Regions from separate parts of the Sus scrofa genome. Here region 1 is linked to region 2. A link is a contact called in public Hi-C data. All regions are on one chromosome and are shown on one strand. The core of a region is the stretch at or near the end of the contact, and the rest is flanking DNA. Distances in the headings are between cores, read along the strand shown. Region 1 has its middle 44 kb from the start of DCTN1. Region 2 holds the start of WBP1 (WW domain-binding protein 1).

What was found. Hi-C and Micro-C count contacts between places; a contact is called where the count stands out from the background.
Region 1: a contact with region 2 is called in a Hi-C map of liver, with 4 times the contacts expected there. A contact is called at or near these places in 2 of 5 promoter capture datasets (fetal liver and liver), 11 of 47 Hi-C or Micro-C datasets (alveolar macrophages, embryonic fibroblasts, epiblast stem cells and 7 more) and 1 of 2 datasets of targeted methods (skeletal muscle).

What each region holds. Positions count from the first base shown.
Region 1 is chr3:68,684,129-68,689,879 of Sscrofa11.1, reverse strand. It overlaps the pseudogene LOC110260122. Among named protein-coding and RNA genes, the nearest start is that of DCTN1, 44 kb to the right of the region's middle.
Region 2 is chr3:68,581,172-68,586,744 of Sscrofa11.1, reverse strand. It overlaps WBP1 (WW domain-binding protein 1), which reads left to right and starts at 2,039. Exons shown (of 4, transcript XM_003354758.3): 1 at 2,039-2,411; 2 at 3,355-3,457; 3 at 3,577-3,753; 4 at 3,924-4,594. The coding sequence starts at 2,343. The coding sequence ends at 4,384. INO80B (INO80 complex subunit B) reads left to right here. Exons shown (of 5, transcript XM_003124991.5): 5 at 1,089-1,707. The coding sequence ends at 1,619. It overlaps MOGS (mannosyl-oligosaccharide glucosidase), which reads right to left. Exons shown (of 4, transcript XM_003124990.3): 4 at 4,750-5,573. The coding sequence ends at 4,961.

The sequences.
Region 1 (5,751 bases), core at 2,145-4,644, 100 kb before region 2:
GCGGAGGAGAGGGGCACATGGCTTGATGTCTCCCGATTACACTGACCGCGTCAAAGCCTGCTGTCTCAGAGCCTCAGAGACTTCTGAGGTGAGGTTTTCCCACTCTAGCTACTCCTGTCTTCCTCAAGTTGGGAAGCAGGTTCCTCAACCAACGTGATGTGAGGGTTAGTGAATCGGTGGAAGTCAATTTACCTCCATAACTCTAGTAGCAGGGATGCTGGGATGGAAAGGTATCGTCTTTTGTCTTGGCATCTCTCCAATTAGGCAGGTGAAACGGGGATTAAGGGACCCTATCTAAGTCTCTACTACAGGATTTCTAAGTCTTTACCCCTTAGTAAAGTTGTATTTGGTTTTCCAATGGACTGGGGTGGGCTTTGTTCCATAAAAAGAGAGCCCAAAGGAGGTAGGGTGGTGAGAGGTGTCCCTTCCCCGAACAGTGCCCAAGCCCGGTCTGTTCAGCCGTGGTTAGGAACCAACTCTGTACGAAGATGGTGGACTGCACCCCACATGAACCACGGGATGGAGTGGGGCTCGAAGCCTTTGCCGCAGAAGGGAAAGCTGGGTATCAGGTCCCGAAGGATCTACTATACACCCTTCTTGTTTTCCAGCGCTGTTAGGAATTTTTCTCTTTTTGTTTATTTCAATTAAAAAAATGTCATTATCACAACATTGTAAATCAACTATACTTCAATAAAACTTTAAAAAAACGAAAAAATTTGGACTTCCTGCGTGGCTCACAACATACCTCCTCGGCGTTGCTTCTGCAGTGGCTGTGGCTCGACCCCTAGCCTGGGAACGTCCATATGCCGCAGGGGCAGCCACTTGTTTAAAAAAAAAAAAATGAAAAAATTAAAATTACCTGTCAACTATACCTCAAAAAATTGAGATAAAGCATAGAAAATATATGTACAAAAAGTTTTTCTTATTAAAAATAAATTTTTAAATGTAATTTACATTGGATTTGGGGGGAAAGAGAAGGAAGAGTTCAGTGCATCATCTTGAACTAGAGTTTTTTTTTAATTTTTATTTTTTCTATTATAGTTGATTTACAACGTTCTGTCAATTTCTGCTGTACAGCAAAGTGACTCAGTCATACATACATATATATACATTCTTTTTCTCACATTATCCTCCATCATTTGAACCAGTTTTTGATTCCTACTGAGATTTAATTTTTTTCATTTAATATTGAACAATGGCATTTTGTGAATTGATAACCATATCCATGTTTAAATGAATATAATTCTATAATTCTATTTTCTTATTTATTTATAGGATTTTTTTTCTTTTCTTTTTTTGGCTGCCCCGCAGCATATGACCCAAGCTGCTACAGATTCTTTTTTTTTTTTTCTTTTTTTGTCTTTTTAGGGCCATACCTGAGGCATATGGAGGTTCCCAGGCTAGGGGTCCAATCGGAGGTGTAGCTGCCGGCCTACACCACAGCTCACAGCAACATCAGATCCTTCACCCACTGAGTGAGGCCAGGGATTGAACCCGAAACCTCATGGATGCTAGTCGGATTTGTTTCCGCTGCACCATGATGGGAACTCCTGCAGTCAGATTCTTAACCCACTGGGCCGCAGCAGGAACTCCCTGCATCTTCATCTTTGCTAAATAACACACAGTGTTTTCCAGAGGGGTTGCAGTATTTCACACCCCTATTGGCAGTGTGTGATAGTCTAGCCTGATTATTTAAAGACAAGAGTTGGTAGATCTGGGATGCTCTGGTTCTCTGCCCCCTGGCATTTGCTCAGTTCCCCCTTTTTGCCTTCTCCACGCAAATATTCTCCCTCTTCTCTGAACTTGCATCCTGCTGCTGGCCTAACCCAACCCCACCACCATCACCACTCTCCCCTACAACACAATTGAGAACTCCTAAAACCTCATTTTTGCATTTTGTTTCCTGGTCCAGTATCAACAGTGGCTTTCCAGGGCAGTCAAATAACGTCTAAACTCCTTGGACTGGCACCCAAGGCTCTCCCATGCCCGGCTTCCTCATTTTTCCCAAGACTCGTCTACCCGCCCCCCCACTCCCCAAGGGGATGCGCTTGAATCCAACCAAGGGAACCCAGCCTGCTGGTGGGGGTGTAAACCAATACAGCCACTATGTAAAAACAATGTGACAATGTTTAATAAAGATGAAAATACACATACTTGAGTGACCAAGTACTTTCACTTGTGTATGTGTGTTCCAGGGCACACAAACAAGAATGTTTACACAACACCGTTTGTAGGTGCTCAAACATGAAAGCAACCTGAATGTCTATCAGGAGTAGAATGGATAGGTAAATTTCAGTCTTTTCACTCTGTCCCCGACTGACTTTAAGTGAGCGGGCATATTTCTTTCTTTTTCCCTTTCTTTTTTTTTAGGGCTGCACATGCGGCATATTGAAGTTCCCAGGATAGGGGTCAAATCAGAGCTACAGTTGCTGGACTACATCGCAGCCACAGCAACACAGGATCTGAGCTGCATCTACAACCTACACCACAGCTCACAGCAACACAGATCCTTAACCCACTAAGCAAGGTCAGGGATCCAACCCCTGTCCTCATGGTTACTAGCTGGATTCACATTACCACTGAGCCATAACAGCAACTCCAGGGCATGCTTCTTTTTCGGGAATATCTTTATTTAAAACAGGAGCCCAACTACCTACCTTCCAAAATAGAGAAAGAGGATTTTCTTCCACTGAAAAATTAATTTCCAATATCATTGTGTTAATATGTCGGAAAATTCTAACAAGCGGTGGTCATGTTTTATCATTCTGTTAATCTAAGTGCTCCTTTTCTTTTTTTAATTCACTTTTTAAAACGTATACACTTAAATTTATATCTATAAAGTATTGAATCACTATATTTTAATTGTACACTTGAACCTAATACTGTAATTGAACAACACGTCAATAATGAATAAATAAAATTAGCATATTGGAGTTCCCATTGTGGCTCATTGGGTAAGGACTCAATGTTGTCCCTGTGAGGACGTGGGTTCAATTCCTGGCCTCGCTCAGTGGGTCAGGGATCTGGCATTGCCGTAAACTGTGGTGCAGGTCACAGACGCAGCTCGGATCCAGCATTGCTGTGGCTGTGGTGTAGGCCAGCAGCTGTAGCTCCGATTCGACCCCTAGCCTGGCCATGGGTGTGGCCCTAAAAAGCAAATAATAATAATAAAAATTTGTATATAATAAAATCCATTCTCTTTCGGGGTTCAATTCTATGAGTGTTAACTATGCATGATCTTTGCATTTTGTAGAAAGGAGTATCAAGATAGATTTAAAGTAATTTATGTTAAATACTGGGGCTTTGGAAAACAAAGTTTGATTTCACAACTTGGTTGGTAGGTTGTGTTTACTCTCTAAGTTCATGAAAGTGAAGTTCCACCAATCGATTCTTGCTCAATTGTCTAAGACTTGACTGCCTGCCAGGAGGCCAGTCCTGGGCTGACCCTTTCCACTAAGATCAGGAGGGGCTTTTCTGTAAAAAAAAAAAAAAAACAGGCCCGGCTTTTACTCTTCATGGGAAACTGACAAGCTGTTGCTGCAGGTGAAGGATGCAGCCAAGGATCTTTCTAAGCCAAGTGCCCTTGGCTGCCAAGTACACAGGCAAACCTAAACTCCAAAGGAGGGTCCTCCATATCTGAGCTACCATGTCTTTTAGAAAAGTGTCAAGATTTGATGGCCTAGAAAAAGAATGTATATATGTATGTGTGACTGGGTCACTTTGGTGCACAGTGGAAAATTTACAGACACGGTAAACCAACTATAATGGAAAAAATAAAAATCTTTAAAAAAAAAAAAAAGATTTGATGGCCTAAGCATTAAGGGAGAGTGAATACTTGGCCCCTCATTTCTCCAAGAAAGGAAGGGAACATTGGACCATTAACAATCATAGTCTCCCAAGTACGTTGTCAGCTAATTTAACTGTTTAACCAAAAAACCCACCATTTCATTCCATTTACTCTGACATAATGCCAAAAAAAAATTAAATTTCTAATTATTATTATTATTATTATTACTGTCTTTTTGCCATTTTCTTGGGCCACTCTCATGGCATATAGAGGTTCCCAGGCTAGGGGTCGATTTCAGAGCTGTAACCTCCGATCTACACCACAGCCACAGCAACTCGGGATCCGAGCTGTGTCTGTGACCTACACCACAGCTCACGGCAACGCCAGATCCTTAATCCACTGAGCGAGGCCAGGGATCGAACCCGCAACCTCGTGGTTCCTAGTTGGATTCGTTAACCACTGAGCCACGATGTGAACTCCAAATTTCTAATTTTTAGGAAAAAAAAAAAGAAATTTCTGCATGTCATTCCATCAAGACTACCTTCTCCAGTATTTCATCCTTCCCACTCCAGCTATTTTGACCTTTCTACTTCAGTGAGTGAGTTCACAAAAACGGGATGCTAGGCCTCACCAAGATGGTGAACTTGATGGCCAGGCTCTCTGGGGGAGTAGGAATTAGCATCTCCCTCAAGTCCCCAGGCTAATGTCGTTGGTCAGGGGACCACACCTGGAGAATCACTCTTCTAAATCTAACTAGTCTAACTAATAATTCACAGGAAATATGAAAGGTAGAGGAATTTATTAACATCATGAGGAGGCATTTAAGGAAAAAAAAAAATAGACTCTGAGAAATAGTTCCTTCAACAAATTATTAGAGAAAAGCAAGCAAGCAAGAACCTAGAGTTCCTGCTGTGGTGCAGTGGGTTAAGAATCTGCCTTCAGGGAGTTCCTGTCATGGCGCAGCAGAAAGGAATCTGACTAGGAAACGTGAGGTTGCAGGTTCAATCCCTGGCCTCGCTCAGTGGGTTAAGGATCCAGCGTTGCCCTGAGCTGTGATGAAGCTCACAGATGCGGCTCTGATCTACAGTTGCTGTGGCTGTGGAGTAGGCTGGTAGCTGCAGCTCTGATTCAACCCCTAGCCTGGAAACCTCCATTAGCTGTGGGTGCGGCCCTTAAAAAAAAAAAAAAAAAAAAAAAAAAAAGAATCTGCCTGCAGTGGATCGGATTGCTGTAGAGGTACAAGTTCAATCCCCAGCCAGGCACAGTGGGTTAAAAGGATCCAGCATTGCCACAGTTGTGGCATAAGACTCAGTTGTGGCTCAGATTCAATCTCTGGCCCAGAAATTTCCATATGCCACAGGTGTGGCCATACATTTTTTTAAAAAGGAAGAAAGAATGAACCTAGAGATTAAAGGGAACTTAATAGGCATGGAGAGCAAAGCCAAGACAGCAGCCCAGTCAAGAGTACAAGCTTTGTCCTGCACATGAAGCTGGATGTCAGTGTCTACCGGATTCTTCCCGGGGCCTCCAATAGTGGCTAAAGGCTGAAACTCAGACCAACCTGCTTAGACTGTTCACATCCAAATCACTTTAAAATCACTGCCTACATCAACTCAAGTGTCAAGTATCAGTGATGCTCTCTGCTCAGACACCAGCAGAAGAGACAGTGACAGATTCAAGTTTCTATTTTGTTTTTTTTTTTTTTTTTTTTTTTTTTTTTTTTGTCTTTTTTGTCGTTGCTATTTCTTGGGCTGCTCCCACGGCATATGGAGGTTCCCAGGCTAGGGGTTGAATCGGAGCTGTAGCCACCGGCCTACAGCCAGAGCCACAGCAACGCGGGATCCGAGCCGAGTCTGCAACCTACACCACAGCTCACGGCAACGCCGGATCGTTAACCCACTGAGCAAGGGCAGGGACCGAACCCGCAACCTCATGGTTTCTAGTCGGATTCGTTAACCACTGCG
Region 2 (5,573 bases), core at 790-3,289:
GGTCACAGACGCAGCTCGGATCCCGCATTGCTGTGGCTCTGGTGTAGGCCTGCAGCTACAGCTCCAATTAGACCCATAGCCTGGGAACCTCCATATGCTGCTGGAGCGGCCCTAGAAAAGGCAAAAAGACCAAAAAAACCCCAAAAAAACAAAAAAACCCTGTAAGGGTTATAATGAAAATAGGGTGATGAAATAGAAAATAGTAGAAAAGAAACAACATTAGAGAGGGTAGTAGTGTTGGAAGATCTCTCTTAAGAGATAACATTTCTAATACCAGAGGAGCTTTCCAGGCAGGGAGACCTGCAAGGGCAGTGGCTCAGAGTGGAATAATGGTCAAGGAGACGACTAAGTTGTGACTACCATGAAAGGATTATTTGTATAGAAGTGAAATGTTTGATTTATAGTTCAGTAGTTTACTTTGGTTTCTTAGTGGTGGTAAGGGATAGAAACAAGACCAGGTAGGAAGCTGGTTGAGTAGTCAAGTAAGAGATGGTGTGTAGGGAAGTTCTCATGTGACTCAAGTGGGTTAAGGATCCTGTTTCCGCAGCTGTGGCGCCAGTTGCAACTGCTGACTGTGTTCAGGAACTTCCACTTGCCTAGGGTGCAGAGAGTTGGGGTGCAGGTTGAGGTGGGGTGGTGTTGGCTTGAACCAAGATGAAGTTGTGGAGATGGAAAAAATCAGATGGATTCTGGAGATGTTTAGGAAATAGACACTTGTTGGGGGAAGGAGAGGAATCAGTGTTAATCCTGAGTTTGAGGGTTGAGCATTTATCCAGTTGATGCTATTCACTGAGATAAAAAGATTTTTTTAAAAACAACAACAAAAAAGCCTCCCGAGAGCTATTACAGAGTGTTGGTACGCAGGGCAGGCAGGTAACATTACTAATGCAAGTAGAGTCAAGGAACTAAAGCTGAAAGTCTGGAGACCTTGGGAGAAGGCAGTATGAAGGGCTCCTGGAGAGGGTGTTCATGCCACCCCTTCTTCAGGGACTGCTCTCAAGACCCACTTTCCATGTCCCCTCTTGCCTCTGCCCCACTCAAACCTCTCTTCCCCCTATTCTGACATCCTCTCATCTGGCTCTCCCTAGAGAGCTCTGCTGCAGAAGGCTCGGAGCCAGCCTTCCCCAATGCTGTCACTACCTGTGGCTGGGGGCTGCCCGGCCCCAGCTCTCACAGAGGAGATGCTGCTGAAGCGTGAGGAGCGGGCGCGGAAGAGGAGGCTGCAGGCGGCTCGGCGGGCAGAGGAGCACAAGAACCAGACTATTGAGCGCCTCACCAAGACTGCGGCGCCCAGCGGGCGAGGAGGCCGAGGGGCTGCGCGGGGCGAGCGGCGGGGAGGGCGGACTGCAGCCCCGGCCCCCATGGTGCGCTACAGTAGCGGGGCACAGGGTTCCACCCTTTCCTTCCCACCTGGCGTTCCGGCCCCCGCACCTGTGTCTCAGCGGCCATCCCCATCTGGCCCTCCTCCTCGATGCTCTGTCCCCGGTTGCCCCCATCCGCGACGCTACGCCTGCTCCCGCACCGGCCAAGCACTCTGCAGCCTTCAGTGCTACCGCATCAACCTGCAGATGCGGCTGGGTGGACCTGAGGGCCCCGGATCCCCACTTTTGGCTACTTAAAGCCTTCACCCAACTCGGACTCTGCGCCTTCTCTGTCCCCTGTTTTCAGTGTCTTCCTCACCGTATTAAATTTCATCCGGTGCCCTGACTTGTACAGAATTGGGGGAACGGGGTATGGGCAGGCCAATTCCCTGTACACACATCTTGCCCCCATCGGAGCCTGCGTGGACTCCAGGGAACAGTAGCCGCTAAGCAGCCAGACTCCGGGTGGGCTGCTGGGACCCCGCCTCTTCCAGCGGGATTACCTGGAGTGGTCAGGGTTTTGGCGTCACCCCGAAAATAGAGCTCAAGCCAATCAGCGGGAACTTTGCTGTCCCGGGCGGCCATTCATTGGCTGATAACTCAAAGCCGGTTCTGTTGTTCACATTGGCTGTCGTCGCTGTCACTCAGGGCCATGGGTCGAATCTTACCCCGCTCTTTGTCTGTGCAAGCGCTTGTCGTCTGGGAGAGTGGCGGAGGCGCTGCTGTAGATTGGTCACAGGGATAAGCCTGTGATCGTTCCCATTGGCTGGTCTGTCGAAGGGTGACGCGGATTGGTAGGACGGAACAACCTAGGTGCTAGTTGGCAGAGCTCTCGCTGGATGGAATCTCCGGTCGGGGAGTGATGGTGGCGGCAGAGAAGATGGGCCGGGCAGGGACCATGGCGGTGGCAGCAGAGGTGGCAGGGGCGGGGCAGCTGGCAGTAGAGGAGGCTGTGGTTTTCAGGGGGCTGTAGGTGGAGGCATGGCTCGTGCCAGCGGCGGGAACGGAAGCGAGGAGGCCTGGGGGGCACTTCGAGTGCCGCAACAGCAGGTATCCCAACAGCTCCAAAAACCTATCGCGACAGCCATTTATTTCTTTTTCCTGTTTCCTTGTCCCTTCCTTTTGTGGGGTGGGGAGGAACTCACGGAGACAAAGGTACTGTGAAGTTCCCAGATATGCCCCTTCCACTCTTTGTCTAAACTTTAACATAGACGCAGTTGACTTTGCCTGCAGCTTCATAAACCCCATCTCTTGGCTGCAGTGGAAGTTTGCAGTGGCACTCCAGTGACCAGGGGCATAGCGAGGCCCCAGGGAAGCTCCCTCTGTCTTGCAACAGTTATTTGTGATGTTTTTCTGTGTGCCTATTGTCACAACAGAGTCCAGCAGCGTCTTCTCTTGAGGGAGCAATTTGGAGAAGAGCTGGAGCCCAGACTCGCGCCCTGGATGCCATCATTTATCATCCACAGCATTCCCCTCTGGTTGGGAGCCCTGTCCTGGGTCTCACACTGCCCTCCACCCCCTACCCTAGGAAGCCTGAGACCCAGGGTGGAAAAATCCCTCTTGGGGGTGGAGACTGGCAGACTATGGGGAATGAGGAAAACATTTTAGCTTTGGAAACTACCTTAAACCCTTTACCCGTTGTCTTGAGACTTTAAGATAGCTCAGACTGTCTTCTGACTTCTACCAAAACACTCCCTTAGCAGCAAACACCCCAGGGAGTCAGACGTGTGTATGAAAAAAGTCTCCTATGTGCAGAGCTGAAATCTACCCCTCGGAATGTCCACCACTTGCAGCTTATTCTCTAGACTGATTCTTGCTATTCCAAATCCTCTTCTATGCTGGCAGCCCTTCAGATATTTGACACTTGACTATCCCCCGCCCCATAGATTACTCCATTGACAGGGTGGGATTGTGTTTGTATATGTAGGGGGTGGGGGTGGACAGTGCCTTGGGCTGGAATCTCCCTTGGCTCCAAGTGCCTCCTTGCTCCCAGCTTCGAGAGCTGTGCCCAGGAGTGAACAACCAGCCCTACCTCTGTGAGAGTGGTCACTGCTGCGGGGAGACCGGCTGCTGCACCTACTACTATGAGCTCTGGTGTGAGTCTCTAAGGGGGCTCTCCTCGGGTCCTTCTGTCCACCTGCCTTTGGACCTCAGCCTTCAAGGACGCTTCTCTGCATGGGCGGTGTCTAAGACTCTCCTTCCTCACCTCCTGCAGGGTTCTGGCTCCTCTGGACTGTCCTCATTCTCTTTAGCTGCTGCTGCGCCTTCCGCCATCGACGGGCTAAACTCCGGCTGCAGCAACAGCAGCGGCAGCGTGAGATCAACTTGTTGGCCTACCACGGGGCATGCCATGGGGCTGGTCCTGCCCCTGCTGGCTCACTGCTTGACCTTCGTGAGTGACCTGAGGCTCTGGGATCACTCCAGGGACCCCTCCCAAGCCAGGACCCTGACTCATCCCACATTCCCTTTTCAAACATTTCAGGACACACTGTTCCCTAATAGGAAAGAGACCATCATCCCACCCCTGGTTGCCTCCAGCCAATCTGCCATTCTTTCCTGCAGGCCTCCTCAGCGCCTTCAAACCCCCAGCCTATGAGGATGTGGTTCACCGCCCCGGCACACCACCACCTCCTTACACTGCAGCCTCAGGCTGCCCCTCGACAGCTTCCAGTGAATGCACTTGCTCCTCCTCTGCTTCTAGCTGCCCTGCCCACCGCGAGGGAACAAATGTGGAAGGTGTTTCCTCCCACCAGAGTACCCCCCTTCATCAGGAGGGTGAGCCTGGGGCAGGGGTGAGCCCTGCCCCCACACCCCCCTCCTGCCGCTATCGCCGCCTCACTGGTGACTCAGGTATTGAGCTCTGCCCTTGTCCTGACTCCAGTGAAGGTGAGCCAGCCGAGGAGGCTAGGGCTGGTGCCACCCCACCAGACGTGGAGGGACAGTCTCCTTGTGCACCGCCCCTAAATCCCATCCCCCAGGTCTCTCCCCTGGGGCTGGCTTCCAGTGAGGGGGACATCCCTTAAGCAGCTCTGGGAGGGTGGGTGGGTTGCTTGCCCACCAGAAATAACCCTGTTCCCAACGCCCTGAGTTTTCCTCGGCCTCTTTCTGCCCTCCTGGAATCTGAAAGGGCTGGAGTCCTGAGGGGAGGGGCAGTGTTTGGGGGACTGTGCTAGCTCTACCCCCCCAAGACATACACAGAAGCCTTTGATCTCATTAAAGAGATGTGAACCAGCTGCTTGCGGATTTGGGTGGACTAGTGCTCGACTCGCTGCATTGCACTTGACCTGACTAGATTTGGAGGACTCAATGGCCACTTTTTCCACGGGCTCTGAAGGGCTGGACTGAGCTAAGACCTCTTGGTGAGGCAAAGCCGGCGAAACCAATAGAGTTGAGTATGGTTTTCCAATTTATTTAGAAAAATAGACTCTTAAGTTCACATTCACCCCAGGGCTATGTGGGATGACAGTAAGGAGACCCCTGAGATGAGCTGAGGAGGGTTTGAAGCATTGGTATCTGAGGGCTGGGGGCAGAAGCAAGAGACCGTGTCCCTCTAGTCCAGAGAGGAACAAGGGGTCTGGCTCCCCTCCCATCCTCCCACTTCAGTAGTCTTCAGCCATGACCAGTAGGACAAGGCTGGTCCAGCCCTGGAAGGGGCGGCAGCCCATGCCCCGCCCATCCCGGTCACTGTACTGCTCCCACAGGAACCCCGTGGCCTGGTATTGCCGCCACACGTTGCCCACCAGATTGGCACGCAGCTCTCTATGGAGCTTGGCTGCACGGGCCTGGTAGGGGCCCTCCAGATGCCCATAGTGGTGAAGGGCCCCCAAGGCCAGGTAGTTGATATTGAGCCACACAGCACCCCGCCAGTAGGGAGGGTCATGCTCTGAATTGCGCTGGCTGTAAAAGGGGCTGGATGCTGCGAGGGAGCGCAAACCAAAGGGGCTCCAGAGATGACGGCTGTCAGCTAGAACATCCAGCAGGGGCCCAAGGCGGGATGAGTTGGGGTCCAGCAGCCGCAGCAGAAAGGGAAAAAGGCTGACATAGCCCAAGGCATCCACATATTGTAAGTGAGGGTGGGGCCGGCCCACCACTCGCACCATCCCCTGGGGAGGCCGAGGCTTCAGCTGCACTGCTTTTGTGTGGTTCCCAAAGTCTGCAAAGACTCCTAGCTCTGGAGCCCAGTGCAGCTCATCCAGGCTCTCCTCAGCTTCC